Regions from separate parts of the Mus musculus genome. Here all the other regions are linked to region 5. A link is a contact called in public Hi-C and promoter capture Hi-C data. All regions are on one chromosome and are shown on one strand. Each heading gives the region's core, a stretch centred on a gene start, on an enhancer-like site or on the middle of the called end of the contact. The rest is flanking DNA. Distances are from core to core; before and after follow the strand shown. Region 1 holds the start of Tbc1d15 (TBC1 domain family, member 15). Region 2 holds the start of Cpsf6 (cleavage and polyadenylation specific factor 6). Region 3 holds the start of Dusp6 (dual specificity phosphatase 6). Region 4 holds the start of Zfc3h1 (zinc finger, C3H1-type containing). Region 5 holds the start of Ppp1r12a (protein phosphatase 1, regulatory subunit 12A). Region 6 holds the start of Rab21 (RAB21, member RAS oncogene family).

Evidence for each region. Promoter capture Hi-C pulls out the DNA fragments that hold promoters and counts their contacts. A called contact is a pair of places that touch in the nucleus more often than the background predicts.
Region 1: a promoter capture Hi-C map of pre-B cells shows a contact between it and region 5. The contact joins the promoter of Tbc1d15 here to the promoter of Ppp1r12a in region 5.
Region 2: a promoter capture Hi-C map of 3T3-L1-derived adipocytes shows a contact between it and region 5, with 2.7 times the contacts expected there. The contact joins the promoter of Cpsf6 here to the promoter of Ppp1r12a in region 5. A contact is called at or near these places in 2 of 39 promoter capture datasets (the 3T3-L1 cell line and 3T3-L1-derived adipocytes).
Region 3: a Hi-C map of B cells shows a contact between it and region 5, with 5 read pairs. The contact joins the promoter of Dusp6 here to the promoter of Ppp1r12a in region 5.
Region 4: a contact with region 5 is called in a promoter capture Hi-C map of pre-B cells. The contact joins the promoter of Zfc3h1 here to the promoter of Ppp1r12a in region 5. A contact is called at or near these places in 1 of 39 promoter capture datasets (pre-B cells) and 1 of 484 Hi-C or Micro-C datasets (pre-B cells).
Region 6: a promoter capture Hi-C map of pre-B cells shows a contact between it and region 5. The contact joins the promoter of Rab21 here to the promoter of Ppp1r12a in region 5.

Annotation. Positions count from the first base shown.
Region 1 is chr10:115,250,068-115,252,767 of GRCm38.p6, reverse strand. It overlaps Tbc1d15 (TBC1 domain family, member 15), which reads left to right and starts at 1,275. Exons shown (of 17, transcript NM_025706.3): 1 at 1,275-1,386. The coding sequence starts at 1,357.
Region 2 is chr10:117,375,625-117,378,324 of GRCm38.p6, reverse strand. Cpsf6 (cleavage and polyadenylation specific factor 6) reads left to right here and starts at 1,352. Exons shown (of 10, transcript NM_001013391.2): 1 at 1,352-1,486. The coding sequence starts at 1,427.
Region 3 is chr10:99,261,903-99,264,602 of GRCm38.p6, reverse strand. Dusp6 (dual specificity phosphatase 6) reads right to left here and starts at 1,372. Exons shown (of 3, transcript NM_026268.3): 1 at 512-1,372; 2 at 1-59. The coding sequence starts at 911.
Region 4 is chr10:115,383,635-115,386,334 of GRCm38.p6, reverse strand. Zfc3h1 (zinc finger, C3H1-type containing) reads right to left here and starts at 1,376. Exons shown (of 35, transcript NM_001033261.2): 1 at 528-1,376. The coding sequence starts at 1,137. It overlaps Thap2 (THAP domain containing, apoptosis associated protein 2), which reads left to right and starts at 1,900. Exons shown (of 3, transcript NM_025780.4): 1 at 1,900-2,130. The coding sequence starts at 2,060.
Region 5 is chr10:108,160,683-108,163,382 of GRCm38.p6, reverse strand. Ppp1r12a (protein phosphatase 1, regulatory subunit 12A) reads right to left here and starts at 1,285. Exons shown (of 25, transcript NM_001368736.1): 1 at 747-1,285. The coding sequence starts at 983.
Region 6 is chr10:115,314,145-115,316,844 of GRCm38.p6, reverse strand. Rab21 (RAB21, member RAS oncogene family) reads left to right here and starts at 1,254. Exons shown (of 7, transcript NM_024454.1): 1 at 1,254-1,651. The coding sequence starts at 1,499.

The DNA.
Region 1 (2,700 bases), core at 26-2,525, 7.1 Mb before region 5:
TTTCTCCTTTAACCACATTACTCCATCCTTCTGAGATAGCAGAAGAATCTAGTTTTGATTATTCAGACTCCGGTTACTACCCACAATCAGTTGGCTTGGGGAAGTCTGGTCTACTGATAAGCCCCTGTGCTCTCTCGCTGTCAACTCACTGCGCTCTTGCTTCCTTAATGGCTGGCAGATGCGTTGCTTTACCGAGCAGTGAGAACTTGGGCACTGGGATCTAGGGCTTGCTTGGAATCTCTGATATTTGGTGGTCAGAGTCCCTCCTGGGGCTAAGCATGCATTCTCCTGTAAGACTTAGGCACCTCCCTCCCCGATTAGATTCCTGATACTCACAGAACCTGCAGATCACGTTTTTCTGCTGTTACCTCAGGCAGCCTGAAAAGGCTCTAACTCAGCGGGCAGGCACGACTCTTGTGTGGGTGAAACGACACTTTTACAGGGGTCTCTTAAGGCTATAGGAAAATACAGATACTTTACGGTTCATAATAGCAGTAATGTTACAGTTATGAAGTAGTAACAAAAACAACTTTTTGGTTGGGGTGGGGTCCGCACCAAAACATGAGAAACTGTATTAAAGGGTCGCAGCATTAGGTAGGTGGAGAACTATTGCTAACTGCTCTAAGATGTCAATTTTATTGTGTACCGGAGCTAAGTCTCAGGGTGCTGCGCTGAGAAGGAATTAGATTTTGAACTTAATAGTTTACCGATCTGTTTCCAAACATGGGGGAGATCCGTATGGCCATACATGATCCTTTACATGCAGATGCTTGGGTGAATTTTAGGAATTGAAATCATAACCACTAAGCTGTGGAGGCACCCTGAACTCTGGAGCGATAAAGGGCCTTGTAGTAACTACAGTTCCTATAAAAATACCATGCTCAAGGTCATGCGTGAGTGACAGCAACAATACTCATGTTCAGAATCCTCTAATATCAAGGGGAAAAGTCTCTGCGTGTATTAGCTCCAGGGCTGATGTTCAAGGCGATTCCAATTTTACCGTGACTTATTTAAAGCAAGAAAGCTGTGGCATCGTGTTCTGGGTCTAAACAAGGTGCTCCTTCCATCACACCCAAGAGACTCGCCAGCCGTTCCCCAAGTTAAAAGTGCCACGCCCGAGCAAACTTCAAAAGCCGTAGACTTCTATTTAAAATGTGGGGGAAGCACGCGCACGCGCAGTACGGCACGACGGCTCCACCCTCTTAGCATCCTCACCACGCATGCGCCTAACTGCTGTTCCCGCTCCTCCCCGCCCCTTTCCCGCCCGGATGTTATTTTAGCCCGACCGGATGTTGTTGTGAGTCCGAGAGCCACGTGAGGTTGTGCTACGTCATCACCAGGCACGCGCGGGGGAACATGGCGGCGGCGGGTGTTGTGAGCGGGAAGGTGAGTAACGGCACCGGCTGGTGCGGGTGCTCCTGACCGGTGGCCTGCGGCTGGCGGGCGGGCGGGCGGCCGCCGAGGGGCAGGCGAGCCAGGTCGGCTTCAGAGGAGACCGGCGTGTGACAGCGAAGGGGCTCCGCGGGGTGCGAGCTGCCCCTCCGGGGTGCTGGCTGGGTGAGCGCGGGGTTAGACGGTTCCTGCTCCCAGGCGGTGCAGGCCTGGGCGTTTGTCCCCGGCTCTGCCCCGCAGCGCGGATCCTTTCGGGGACCCCTGAATCCGTTCCTTCCCCCTGTGACTCTGGTTCTTTACGTCTGCCCTTCCGACCGTAAAACCTTCTCTTGTAAAAAGCCTTTGGCCACCCTGGCTTGCTTGGCTCTCTGTCGTCTTTGGGGGAAGGCGTCGAGTCACCATGCAGAGGAGCTGACCAGGAGCTCTGCAACTCTGTCCTCAGAGCTTGGGGTCCTGTTCGAAAAATTACCCAGATGGTTAATGGTTGCGGGCGTTAGGTTGGGAACTGGCGATTGACACCGCGCTGGGCTCATCTAGAAAAGCCTTTATGAAAACGTTTGTTTCCTAGATGTCTTCGGGGGCGTTTCTGTGTGTGGGTGTCTGCCCTGCTGTTTTACAGGAGGCTCTGTCAGTGACACCCTCACAGTGGGCTAGGAACCACCATTAGGTACGGAGATTAGATTAGATTAGCAGTTTATATGCAGAGAGACAGCTTGTGCGAATATAGGGTTATCTGCTTCATGCGATGCACCTGACTGCGTTTCCCAGTGGCGAGTTATTTCGCAAACGTCAGTGACCGGCTGGTAATGACTCAGAGCACTAAGACCTGTTTACTTGTTGCAGATAGCTTCCGCTGTTCCTTCAGTTCCACGTAGTATGTTTCGCTGCTTTTCTCCTCGTTTTGAACTTGACAGCGTTTGTGCAGATTTAGATTGTGGAATAACAAATACCGGCCTTATCTTCGGTGCAGATCTGAATTGTGACCTTGGGAAATTGGATAATTGAGGCTTCTCTGTTCTTCGTCTTTATCTGCAGAACGGAAGGGATGCCGGGCATCCTGTATTGGAGTGCTTAGGGGTAGACGCAACAGAAGCGCTTATACGTTACGTAGTCTTGCTCTTTCGAAAAATTGGTTGGGCATCCTTTTAGGGTATACTTATATCCTTGCCCTTTTAAAATATTTTTGGTCTTTTTTATTTGAGATGAGTGCTAGTCATCTCTTGATTCATTACAAATTAGAAAGTTTATCTTGGTGTTTTGGGCTGGGCCAATCTGGTACTTTCCAAGATGAGATCTTCACAACTTAAA
Region 2 (2,700 bases), core at 103-2,602, 9.2 Mb before region 5:
TCCTTTTTTGCGCGCTCCCAGGACACTGCACACATGTGTAGTACACAGACTGTATGCAGGCAAAACACCCCGATGTATAAAAAAGGAATTTAAAGAAATGTTTATTCAGATTAAGAGATTAGTCTCTGTGACTGCAACCAAGATTTTACAGACATCTCAAGCATAGATGTTTCTTTAGGTTTTTGATGATTTCAGACCAGTCTGCATCTGGTATTTTTGTTATTATTATTATTTTGGTTATTGTTTTGCTTTTTTGTTAATTTGTTTGGCAGGGTGGGGCTGGAAGTGAGAGCAGTCAGAGGTGCTGAGTAGATCAGAGGACTACTTAAGAGGATTTGGTTCGGTTCTCTCTACGCTCCTTGAGAGCGCTGTGGGAACTGAATTTATATCAAGCACACAGGCAGCTGAGTGACCTGGTGAGTTTTTGAACGGGAAGGAAAGAAATAGGTGGAGCCGTTGGAAATGGAGAGAGATCTCTGAATCATATATCGGCGTCAAAAGGTGTGCACTTTTACGAGCCATGTAACCCCAGTTAAATAACTTATGCTCTACGAGTCCTTAGTTCTCTCATCTGTAAAACGGGATGTTTGGACCTCAAGCCACCGTTTTAATTTCCCTTCTAGCTCAGCATTCTGAATCCAGGAGTTCGTTGATTTAGGATACATCTGCTCTGTTGTACGTGCTCTAAAAATGAGGATAGAATCCTTTGAACGATGGCTGGAGAAAACCTACAACAGAGATAAAAAGGTAAAAGCAAGGGCAATGGGGGAGGAAGGGGGAAGAGGAGGATGTGAAGGAAGGAGCGGAAAAGATGCTTACAACTGCATAAAGATAAGAGATGCAAATATGCTATATGCAAATAACTCAAAAAATTCAGTTGTCTGAAGAAGCAAGAATAAGACATTGGCCAGGACATCATATCTCGCTTTTAATTGCGTACACATAACTCTCATCTCTCGAAACCTTGGAAGCAAAAAAAAAAAAAAAAAGTAGGAAAAAAATGAAAACGCAAATATATAAATATCTATCTCTCTCTATATAGATGTATATATATCTATATCTCTCACTAGATAGATCTCTCATCTATAGATATGTAGATAGATAAATAGTGCCAGAAGCAGTTTGAAAAGACAGTCTCTGAAAACAAGCGGGTTCCATGGCATGCGGTATGGCGGGGTAGCACAGGAAATCACGCCCCTGCCCCAGCCGCGGCTTAATCCTGCACACAAAGGAACGAGTTAGCGCCTCGGAACCGCCGCGGACCTTCGGCGGGGTCCCCCGTCACCAGCAGCGGGCCGCTGCGCCCTGGTCTCCGCCCCTCGGAAGTGACGTAGGGCGCCCCGCCCCCACCGCCAGATCCGCTGCTGCTGCCTCGGCGGGCCGACCTGCAGGAGGCGGCGGCGGCGGCGGCCGAGGCCGAGGGAAGATGGCGGACGGTGTGGACCACATAGACATTTACGCGGATGTGGGTGAAGAGTTCAACCAGGTACGTGAGGGTCCGGGCTCCGCCGCCGCCGCCGCCGCAGACTGTGCCGCGGCCCGGACGCCCGGCTGACCAGGGCCGCCGCGGGCCGCGAGCCGGCTTCGCTGCAGACCGTGCGCCCTTGGCGCCTCCGGGCCGCGCCGCCGTGCGCGACGGCCCCTCAGCCCTTGTTCTCGCGCGTCGTTTTGCGGGCCGCGGGGCTCTGGAGCGCGGGGCCCGGTCGCCCTGCAGCCGCCCGCCCGGTTCCTCCGGACGGTCTCCCGCTCCATTGTTGGCTCGGTGGCGGGCGCTTCCCGCCGAGCTAGGCCGCGTGTGCGGGGCGGGGAGAACGGGCCGCCGCGCCCCCTCCCCCGCGGCCGGCCAGAGGGGAAGCCCTGGCCCGGCCGCGCGCTCGCCCGCCGCCTCCATCCCGGCCCTGCCGCCTCGGGTTCCGATTCCTCCTCCCGCCGCTCCATTTTGTGTCTCTGTCCGCGCACGGTCGCCTCATGGAAGGCCGCGTTCACAGCCCTTTGTATCCCGCGCGCCCGCTCTCCCTGGGCTCCCGCTCGCCTTTGCGACGGGTTTCGGCGTGGCGCCCGGTTCCTTGCTCGCCGGTCCCCTTAAGGGAAGGCTGCTTAGGTTTGGTTCCATCCGCAACAAGTCATCTGACTTTTGGAGCCACCGATCGCATTTAAAAGTCGGTGCGTCGGCCCGCCTTGGTCATCGAGGGTTTGCAGTGCCTCCGAGGCCCAGTCCTTGGCCTTTGTGAAGCGAAATATCGGAGAGGATAAATGGCTTGCGCCAAAGACTTGGGAGCGCGGTGGCTGGACAGAACAAAAAAGATGGTGGTATCCTAGCTTAACAGACCGGAGAGACTGAAAGGGAGACCGGCCACTCGGAATCGGAATCCTGGGTAGCGTGCCTGACAAGTCGTTGTGAACGTGACTGTAGTTTGAAAGCGAAGTGTTTGCCCTGTGGGCTCGACTTCACGGTTTGAAAGGCTGGAGAAAGTGAGACGTGTAAGGTTTTCCGGTCTCACCCGCCTGGGATGCCTAGAACCAGCGTCTCATGATGAATAAATATCCTTGGAAGGGTCTGCTTGCCAGGGTTTGGATCGTCTAGCCTCTTACTGCCCTCTAAATATTTTTTTTTTTTTAGTGCATTTCCTATATTCACGGTTTTCAAATTTACACCCCACCATATTAAAAAATTCTAAGGTACGGATGAGAACCTGAATA
Region 3 (2,700 bases), core at 123-2,622, 8.9 Mb after region 5:
GCCGTCTAGATTGGTCTCGCAGTGCAGGGCGAACTCGGCCTGGAACTTACTGAAGCCACCTGCCAGAAACAAGAAAAGCAATCTTGTAACCGGAGAAGCTGTAGTAATTTACAGCTAGTGAGAAGCACAAAGAACACTATGGACAGGCACCCTAGGAACCCCCGGCAGTGGTAGAAGCACGCTTCAATGCGCACCTTTAGGAACACTACCCGCTGCTTACCCTGGGAACACTTATTCTCCTGAATCTGGAAATGCACAAGATTACTTTTCTTAATATTTCGAGGAGCTGCGAGGTGCCAAGCTGCACCCTGAACTACGTTTCCAGCTCTTGTGAACCTTAATCCTACACCTACCCAAAGAAAGGTGCCTGATTAACCCTTGAAGGAGAAGCTACCACGGTGGCCCAGCTAGCTCCCCTAAGCGCAATGCAAGCGGCGATCGCTACCTCGCTAACATTTTCCCCAGCCTGCAGTCCCAGCCCGGAGCCCTGCACCCGGGGCGCACAACATACCTTCCAGGTAGAACGCCCGGCAGCCCTCGTCTTTGAGTTTCTTGAGCAGCAGCCCGAGGACCGACTCTCCACCAGTGTTCTCATTCCAGTCGCTGCTATTCTCGTCGTACAGCACCACGGTGTCGGTGCCGCAGCGCCTGGTAAAGCGGTCCCGGTCCTCGCAGCGCGTGAAGAGCGCACGCACGGGCAGGTTGCCCTTCTGCAGACGCCGCAGCATGATGCCGGGGATGGCCACATTAATGGCAGATTCGATGTGTGACGACTCGTACAGCTCCTGTGGTCGGCAGTCCATCAGCAGAAGCCGTTCGTTGCCCAGCTCCAGCTGCTCGTTGAGCCACGACACCGTCTTGCAGATCGCCATTTCCGACGCGAAGGGCACGGGTCTGAGCGTATCTATCATGGGGGTCGAGCTGCAGGAGAAGGCGGGGTGCCTAGCAGACGCCCCTCGAGGCAGGCATAGGCCGAGCACGCTGCGCGAAGCTCCCGCTCTCGGAGCGGGGTTTGATTCCGCCTCGCCTTTCCCAAGCCGAGGCTAGCGGTTAGGGAAAGCGACACAGAAGTCAAGTCGGTGGTCCCTCTGCACCAGATCACTCTCCGAGTCAATGAATCTCTCTCTCTGAATGAAGGTGCCCAGTTTTGTTCCTACCCAGTGAATGAAATCCAATTAATTCGGACTCCGTGCCACTGAGAGGAGAAAAAGGGAAAAGAAAAAAAGTCTAGCGGCTCTTAATCCTTCCCTCTGAGGCTGCACCTCGGATCCAACCCGGTGTTTCTCGCCGGATTATTCAAGACTGGGTTTGCTCACAGTCCCTAGGACTCCGCGAGAGCACACCCCCTGTGCGAGGCAGCTCCTCAATGGATACAAACAGCCAGCGTCTCAATGGATACATTCTCTCGGTCAGCCAATGAGCGCGCTGCGGAAGGGGCTGTTGCCGTGGGGACGGGCCGGCTGGAACAGGTTGTGTTGATGAATTGTTAATGAGTTTGTCATTCACAAAAACGGAAAGGAATTTCCGCTCCGGATAAGCCCCAGTGCAAACAAGCTGCAACTGCGGGCTCGGCGGGAGGAAGGAGAAAGAAGAGGAGGCGGCGGTGGAGGAGGAGCAGGGCACATAAACCAGGGCACTAAAGTTGTCTCGTGTTTCCTTCTGTTTAGAGTTCACACTTCGCGTCTAACTCTTGCGCACCAGTAGTGCAATTAGCAAGCACAAAAGCCCTTATTCGCGACGCTTACAATCTTAAGTTAGCCTTAATAAAACTTGAGGGGTTTTCCCCCTTTTTAATTCTCTTTAACGCTAGATCCAAGCCCGCCATAGCGCCGCCCCTGCTCCCCCACCCCCAACCCGGTCCTCCTTTAGATCGTGTGTGGCATTTGTTTGGCTCTTTTAAAAGTCTAGTTCTGTTTGTTCTAATGTCCTTTTAGGCGAGGCTGTGTTGGGACTGGTGGACTGCCTGGGCTTTAGCGACCCAACGAAGTGTTAAATGCTAATCCAACATCTCTAGAAACAAACTAGTGTTTTGTTGAAACATTTTAAAGCAACTAAGCAAACAAGCGTTTGGTTGTCCAGAAAACCAGAAGCGCCCCAACCCCGGGCTTTCTCAACTTTCTTGGCGGCAGCGGAGGGGGGGGGGCGGGTGGTGTAAGCACCCAAAACCTTGTCAGCTATCCCTGCACTTTTCTTCTGCTCCGGTGAAGTGGGGGCATTCTGAGCCATTGTTCCGGAGATCTTGCTCCCCACCACCATCACCGGTCACCCATCGAGCCTGGGGAGTCGAGCTCCTTTAACGATCTGGAGCCAAGAGCAGAGTTTGGTTTCTAAGAGGAACCGGTCTGGCAAGGCAGCCTAGGTTAGGTGCCTGGGACGACAGGCCTCACCAACGTTTCCTGCACCCCGGAGACCTGCAAGCCTGCGGGAACTCAAGCGTAAACAGTGGCGGTTGTGGACAGAGGCCGGTCCCCTATCCTTTCTAGGCTGCAGCGGTCCCCGGGCCCCGCAAGGAGCACGCTAGCAGCTCCAAACGCGCTTGCGCGCTGCGCTTTGGCCGCAGCATTGCTGCTCTGGGGGATGGGGGGGGGGGGGCAGGACACGCGACGACCCCGTGATCGCTTGTAAGGCCGTCGCGGAACCGTCGCCTAGTGAGAGACCTGGAGCGGAAAAGGAGCCAGAGGTGTCCCTGTCTGGACCCCA
Region 4 (2,700 bases), core at 127-2,626, 7.2 Mb before region 5:
CACACACAAACACAGAAAACAAAGGGCAGCAACGGGGATGAATAACTACAAATTTAAGAAAAAAAAAATCACAAGAACAGTAAGAATTACAGAGGAAAACTTTACGAACTCTAAAGTCAGGACGTAATAAAAGTAACAGTATTCCTCCAGATGTTTGAGTACTTCTTTTCCTTAATAATCTAAGTCGATTTCCTGTTAAATACGAAATCCCAGGGCTTGCAAAAAAGAAACAAACAAACAAATAGACAAACAAAACTTGGGCTGTTGGTGTCCTGTTTAAAAACCCAGACTGTATTTCATTTCCCTAGCTGACCCGAATCCATGACACAGTCCTATCCAAAAGCAAAAGGCACCCATTCAGTCAAACAGCCTACGAAAATAGCGGTGGAGTGCGGCCCGTGACAACCGCCGACGAACGGGGGAGAGAAATGAGTGGTTCTGAAAAGTTAAAAAACTCCGGGACCTAGCCATGACGCCAAAGGGAGCTCCGGCGACACACCCAGGGCGGACCGCCACGTTAAGGATACAGCTCTTGCGGGGTGGAGAGGGTTCTCGCCAGCTCTGGCTGCTGCCGAATCCGGATCCCGCTCCTCCTGATCCTCCTCCTCCAGGAGGTCTGCACCCCGGCTTGCCTCCTCGCTCCCCCACTCCTCGCCCCCGACTCCAGCGACTCCCACCCCGGTAAGGCCTGCTGCCTCGAAAGCGGAAACGGTCCAGGGCGATGTGGCTCCGCTCCCAGAAGGACGGCCGGGGGCTGCTTTCCGACAGGGACCCCGACGGCATCCGCCCTGGGGGCGGGTGAGTCCGGAACGGTTCTTTGGGTCGGTAGCTGCTGGGTCCCCTGAGCTGGCCCCGCTCGGCCGGGTGCCGTGAGCGTGAGAAATTCCTCAGCTGCTGCTGGGAGGACGACGAGGAGGACGAGGAGCCGCCGCCGCCTCCCCCGGATCCACCGCCCCGGGCCGGGGGAGGAGGCCGCCGCCGCGGGTACGGTAACAGCCCGCCGCCGCTGCTGCTGCTGCTGCTGCTCCGGCTCCGGCTGTTGTCGTCGTCGCTGATCTCCCCGTCTTCGAGCTCCCCTTCTTCCTTCGGCGAGAGGCCGCTAGAGGCCGGGGTCGAAGGATCGGCGGCGGCCGCCATCCGGAGTGCAGCGCTGGCCACACGACCTGAAGCCCTCCGGCCGGGGACCGCCCGACCGCCGCCTGCCTTCCCCTTCCTCCTCCGCCCTCTGTCCTAACGGACCCGGCGGGCGCGGCCTTTCCCGTGCTCGGACGCCCGGCAGGTTCTGCTCCCCAACTTCCCCGCACCCCAGATCGCTCTCTCTCGCTCGTCGGACCGTCGCTCGCCAGTTCCCTCTCCTAGCGCCCCCTTGCTGCTCTTCCGCCTCGCGAGAAAGCCTCTGTAGAAGGAGGCCGGGTCCCGAGCGTCATTTCCTGCGGCACGCCGGAAGGCGACCCTCCGAGTCTTGCGAGACAGGAAGCGCCCACCCCCATGTCCGCCGCGGTGCTGGCTGGGATTTGTAGTCTCCTCTTGCTCCAGGCTTCGCCCTTGTGTCCCTGCAGTCTTAACTGTCCCCTAGCATCCCGTCCGAGGTGGCAGGCGGGGAAGGAAGGGGTTAGTGTCTGGGTTGCGGACATGCTCTTTCAGCCGCAGACCTGAGTTTCAGAGTCATTAGTCGGTGGGGAAGACATCTGCCATCTTCTCATTCATTGCTAGGGGGCCCCCGTCTGAGACGCTGGACCTAGTCTCTTTGGGACCCCGGGAGGTAGGGGAGGGCGGGGAGCGGGTGTGGCCGCCATGTTGGTGAAGGCGACTGTCTGCGCCCGGAGCTCCGGCACGTTGGCTCTGCAGGCCTAAGCCCGCCATATTAATAAAGAGACAGGAGAGTGGGCCCTCCCTCCCACCCCGGTACTGTGCACGCCCCTCTGCCCTCCCCGCGCTCTGCACCGAGCTGGCGGCGCGGGGTCGCCTGCCTCGTTTGTCTAGCGTTTGACAGAAGCTTGCTTAGCGGGCAGCGCCTCCGAAGTGGCGTAAGGTGGCGCCGAATGAGGGGCCCGGGGAAATGCCGACCAATTGCGCCGCGGCGGGCTGTGCTGCTACCTACAACAAGCACATTAACATCAGCTTCCACAGGTAAACCTGGGAGGGGAGCGGGGTGACGGAAACGGGAGCCTAGGCAGTCTTGAGTCTCGGTCGTGTCAGAAGAACAAGGTCCTCTGACTTTGGTCACTTGCCCAGCTGCGAAGAGCAAGGGGAGCCTCGCTCTTGTCCTTTGTGTGTGGGTCCGCACATCTGGAAACATTTGCTCCTTTTCCGAGGAAAGTTTACCAAATTTGAAAAAAAAAAAAGAAAGAAAGGAAGAAAAGAAAAAGAAACCCGAGTTACTATGCCTTGCATTAAAAAGTGATGAGTATACCTTTATTTTCTACTCTTTTATTTTTTATATCTTAGACCATGCCTTAAGAAGAATGACGCCATAAGGGTTCAAACCAACAAATCACTTTAGAAGCCTGCTGAGTTCGAGTTAAGATTAGGCAATTTTCACTACTGGAATTGACGTGGGAAACATTTCTAATAGTCACACATGGTAACTGAGTCAATCTAATTAAGCAATGTTTATCAAAGAGCAAATAGAAACTCTCTCTTGAACAGAATCACGCACTCACACACAGGTTGAACGTACAGTCATGTCTTTAATTCTGT
Region 5 (2,700 bases), core at 36-2,535:
CGACCAACTTCGAGTACAGGAACCCATAGACTCCAGTTACGAGGTGGGCAAGCCCACTCGGGAAGACTTCCCTTATCAGATTCACTACCAATCCCCTCTCTTTCAGCCACTCCGGATTAGCTAATTACACCCCGTTTCCCCCTCCCCAGTGACCAAGAGTAATAAAGGAGAAAACAGGAAATCGTTCGCTCGGGGCACCCGGCTTTAAGGGTTCGGGCTTTAAGGGTTCGGGATCACTAATATCATCATCCTCATTTGTAATCAAGTCCTAAAAATGTACACCAACACCAATGCCCACCTCCAGGCCAGTGGGCTCCATCTGCCCCAAGAGTCCCTGTTAGTGGATTTTTTTTTTTCAACAACCCTCCCCGCCCCACGGTCTATCACTGACACCGGGCCTCGGCACAACCCATTACTCTCCGGCTCGGCTTGACCCAGACTACCAGACCCAGACACATGTCCACAAATGGCCCTGGAGGCCCCCAAGAGGACCACAGTCCATTCTGCCCCGCGCCCAGGAACATCGGCCGGGTCCCCCCCCAAACTGCACAGGCTGCGGGCGAGCGGCTCTGGAGGGGGGCCCGGAGCCCCGCGCCCCAGCCAGCCTCCCGCGACGGAGCCGCCCCCTCACCCGCAAGCAGGGAGTCTCCCGCCACCCCCCGGCCTCAGCCCCGGCCCCGGGCGCGAGCACCACAGCGGGCCCCGGGGTTCCGGGGTCCGGATGAGGGGACGCCGGGCACACAGACCTGGTGCAGGGCGGTGAGTCCGTCCACATTGGCGTAATTGATGTCGGCGCCGCGGTGCAGCAGCTTGAGGACCTCGTCCGTGTCGCCGCTGGAGCAGGCGGCGAGGAAGACGGCGCCATCGTCGAACTTCACCTTGGTCTTCTGGCGCTTCACCACGGGCGGCTCGAGGTCCGTCTCGGAGCCGATCCAGCGCTTCAGCTGCTCGTTCCGCTTCTGCTTCGCGTCCGCCATCTTCATCCCCTCTCCAGCCGCCGGCTCCTCTTATCGCGAGCTGGGGCGGGGGGGAAGGGGGCGGCGGCGGCGAGGGGACGCCGCCGGGGGGAGTATGCGACCGCGTCGGCGACAGAAAGAGAGAGAGAGAGAGAGAGAGGGGCCGGAGCGGAGCGGAGCCGCGAGCCGGGGAGGAGACGCTCGAGACTTCCAGTATCCCACAGAGCACTGGGGCGAGCCCGGCCGAGCGGGCCTCTCTTCCTACCACAGACGCCCTCCCGCCCCCGGCACGGCCGCCCGCCCGTCAGTCCGTCAGCCGCGGCCCGGCTGAGCGTAACTTCGCGAGATCGCGGCCGGGGAGGCGCCCTGCGGCCCAGTGCGCATGCGCGCTCCCGCCTCGGCCTGGGCCTCGGCTTCGGCCCGGCCCAGGAAGAGCTCGGGGGCCGAGCGCTGGCGGGGGCGCTACCGGAGGGAAGCGGGTGTGGCTCTGGCAGCCGGGGGCTGGGCCGCTCCTGGAAGGGAGGAGGCCGGGAAGGAAGGTTGTCTCGTCCGGCGGGACCGAGAGCTCTAGAGGCAGCCGGGTCGGGCGGCGAGGCGGGACCGGGCTGACCTGCCTGCCTCCTCCCGGGCTCGGCGGGCCGCGCGAGGCGTCTGCCCGGGGCGGAGGGTTTTCCTATTGGCTGCGTGATTTGAATGGAGAGGACACGGGTCGTGCATTAGGTGCTTGTGGGGGTTGCTCTTCCCGAGGAACTCGGGGGGAAACCCGGGCGATCCTGATGAGAGCGTTTTAAAAGTGGGGTCGGAGTCGTCTCCACGGCCCCGGTGGCATTGACCGAGGTGATCGCCTACTGGCAGGGGATGGTGACCTGCGGTTAATTGCAGTGGCTTCCTGCAAACACCCACTGCAGAAATGTCTTTCCTCTTAGGCTTGCTCAGTATTGTTGTTTTGTTTTTCCCCCGTCTTTAAGCCTGTTTTGATTTCTTCTTCCTCCATCGCTTTTCGGCCTGGGTGGCACTGCCCATGAGGGCTAGTTCAGCCTTGTTAACTGCTCCTGACCTTTTAAGGGATTTACGGTTTCAGCTCCATTGCTTTCTATGGAGTAAAGACCCGGCTGCGTCTAGAATTCAAAAGGAATGTGGACGAAGGCAGTTACTTCGACTGATATTTATCCAGTACATGTCTAAAAAGTCGTGACTTCCTAGGCTCTGAAAATACAGTAAATACGATTTATTTGAGCCCATTTCTTAAATTCTTGTGTTGCAAAGAACATCATAAGGAGATTTTAGCTTTGCCTTTTCTAAACACTCTCCCGTCCCATACACTTTAGATCTATAATGTCATAAAACCCTACCACTGGTCCTTTTTGGGAATCCTGTAGACTGTGAACCCCCCCACCCCCAAAGAAAATAGTTGCCTTGCCCCTAACCGCCTCCCAGTGCTGGGAATACAGCAGTGAAAAGTTATTTTCTTACTCTTCAGCATGTTGCCTTTCTGGTAGATTAGAATAACTGAGTAAAATATGCTGGGGGAACCACCTTATAGAACTGAATATTCTGAATTTCAATGTTAGGAATAGTAATAAAATCCAAGCTAAGATAAAACTACTTCCTTGAAACACAAAACGAGTGTGCCACACATGAAATACATCTATATCTTCATAAAATGTATTGAGGATCATACCACTAGACCTCTGCACAACAATGAGAACAGTGGTGTTTGGTACTGAATCATCATCATCATCTT
Region 6 (2,700 bases), core at 5-2,504, 7.2 Mb before region 5:
TAAATATTATCATTATTATTATTACTGAAATGGTGTCTTGCTATGTAGCTCCAATTAGCTTAGAGCTCACAATTCAAAAGAGGCTGGCCTTGAACTTAAAGGTAATGTCTCTGATTTCTTGTCTGACTTCTTGTCACACGTCAATGTCGGATGCTCCTTTCTACTTCACGGCTCTCCTTTTTGCCGAAGATACTCCTAACAAAAGGCAGCTTTCTCCAGGAAGCTCTTCTAGGACGCTAACTCAGCTAGCTTCCCATGTATCTTTGTAAAACATTCTGAATTGCTTCTCCTTAAAAAGCATGCAGTGTGTAAATTGCGCATGCGTTGTTTCCTTGGTTAAAAATGTAAGCTCTCTGAGGACAGAGACATTGTATCTAATGCGACACAGAGAATGGCAAGCATTGGCTACATTCACGCCCTCGTTGAATGAACGAATGAGCTGCCTTTAAGTTGAAGTGTAAAATTAGTCTGATGAGATGAAAGTTTATTTTAAGTGACACCAAACTACAAAATTTCAGAAATACCAGGTTGCTTTCTTGGAAAGTGTATTTCATGAAATAAAATGGAAACACAGGAAGAAAAAATAAGCAATCGTCCAATAAACCAGACCCATCAAAGTGGACTCAGCATAGACAGAAATCCTGGGGAACCAGGAGTGATGACTGATGATGGGACCGCATTTATTCTTAGCCTGGGCTTTTAGGGCTGGAAACGGAGAGAAGTTAAGTCTTCTGCAATCCTTGCTCTTAAACCTACAACCGAATCGGAATTCCACCGAGTGTGGCAAGCAGCGATAAAGAAGGCGCACCATTGTTAGGAAATATCTCGGTGAGGAAGTGAGTAAGAGGGATGGAAGGATGTGGGAAGGTCTGGGTGGTCAGGGAAGCCTTTCCGGTTTAAGCTGAGACCTGGACGATGACTCGAGGACCTGGCCGTGTGGACGAACTGTAAAGTTCATGAGCCCGGATTTGTGCGCCCAGAGAAAGAGACTCAAGGGCACCTTGGCCGGACTTTGCGTGTGATGACCCCTGGTGTGATGGCTATCCGCTTTGGGACCATTCCTCGGGCCGGGCGATCATGTCCTGTATTCTATTCCATCAGAGTGGGGTCAGATCGCAAAGATCAGCTCCTTCCCACCGCAGGATTCCCGGGATGCTGAGCCGGTTCGTGCGGACGCGGAAACAGGCCCAGGCTCGCCCGCCGCCGACTCCGCCCACCGCGGTCACGTGACGAGGGGTGTGACGTAGGAGGAAGGAGACGCCATTAGAGGGAGGAGAGGCAGCTCTCCCCTAGCCTCGGGTCCCTGACGTGGTGGCCGGGGCCCTTCATTCTGGGACTTTCTCTCGGCCCTCGCAGGCCTCGCCCGCGGAAGGACGCGGCGAGCACCGGGCTCGGCGGGGCGTGAAAGAGCCGGGCCCGGGAGGAGCGGGCGCCCCGGCGGCGGCGGTGCGGGGTTCGGCGCGGCGCTGGGCTCGGGCGGCGGGGTAGCGGCGGCGGGATGGCTGCGGCCGGCGGCGGGGCGGCGGCGGCGGCGGGCCGAGCCTACTCCTTCAAGGTGGTGCTGCTCGGGGAAGGCTGCGTGGGGAAGACGTCGCTGGTGCTGCGCTACTGCGAGAACAAGTTCAACGACAAGCACATCACCACCCTGCAGGTGCAGACCCCGGGGAGCCGGGCTGGGGACCCGCGCCCGCTCCTCTGCCTCTGGCCTGTCAAACCCCCTTCCCTGCCTTCCCATTGCCTTTTGCAATCGCTTTGGGGACCCGCGGGCCTCAGCACACGGTAGATGTCAAGACCCACAGTGGGGAGGGAGAGGACCCGGAAAAGTCCCCAGTTGCCGGTGGAGGCTGCGCAGGTCGGGGAGTCCCCCGGTCTGCGTGCTGGTTTTCCCCTCTGATGGGCTTCGGCTGGGGACACCAGGTGTTTTCACTCTGTGGTCTCCGAGACCATCAGCCCTTCTTCTTTCTTCGCCAAGTAGGAACTCGGATACGGATTAGAATTTGCGAACGAGGTGGTTTGTAACTTCCAGAGCGTACTGATGACTAAGTGTTTATGCAAGTTCCATTTTGTCCTGCTTTCAAAGTAAATGGAGTGGTAAAACACCCGTCGTTGGAGGGTTTTTTTGTTTTTGTTTTAAACGACTGTTTGCTGCTTGTCGGTTACCCCGTTTCTTTGCAGCCTTCTTGTGTCCGGACGTGTGGCTTCCTTATTCTTTGGGGTTTGATCTTATCCGCGTTGAAACATCGTGTTGCGTAGTGGCCAGCAATCGGTCTTCAAACTAAAAAAAAAAAATCTAGGCACTGCTGCTACACGTTTTCTTTACTGTCAGGCCATAAAACGCTGGCTTTCTTCTACAGTTCCATTGGAAGTGTGGAAGTGTTACAATGTAATTGAAAGTGAAACCAGGCCATTGAAGGATCTGCGATCTCCCTGGTCTCCTTAAAAAAAAAAATCAGTTTGCATGTGTTCGAAGGAATTTATCTATTAACATGTCTTGATCAGACTGTCCAGAGGCTAAAAAAGCTAGTGATCTTGAGTTTGGGCGTCTGGATCCATATCCTACCCCCATTTATTTCCATAGCCCCGTGATCTTAGGTAAATTGCTTAACCGTGCATCCCTGGGTTTCTACTGCTACTGTACTCATAATGATTATATCTAGTGCACAGAGTTGTCAAGGTAAATAAGGAAACGCACTTAGCACC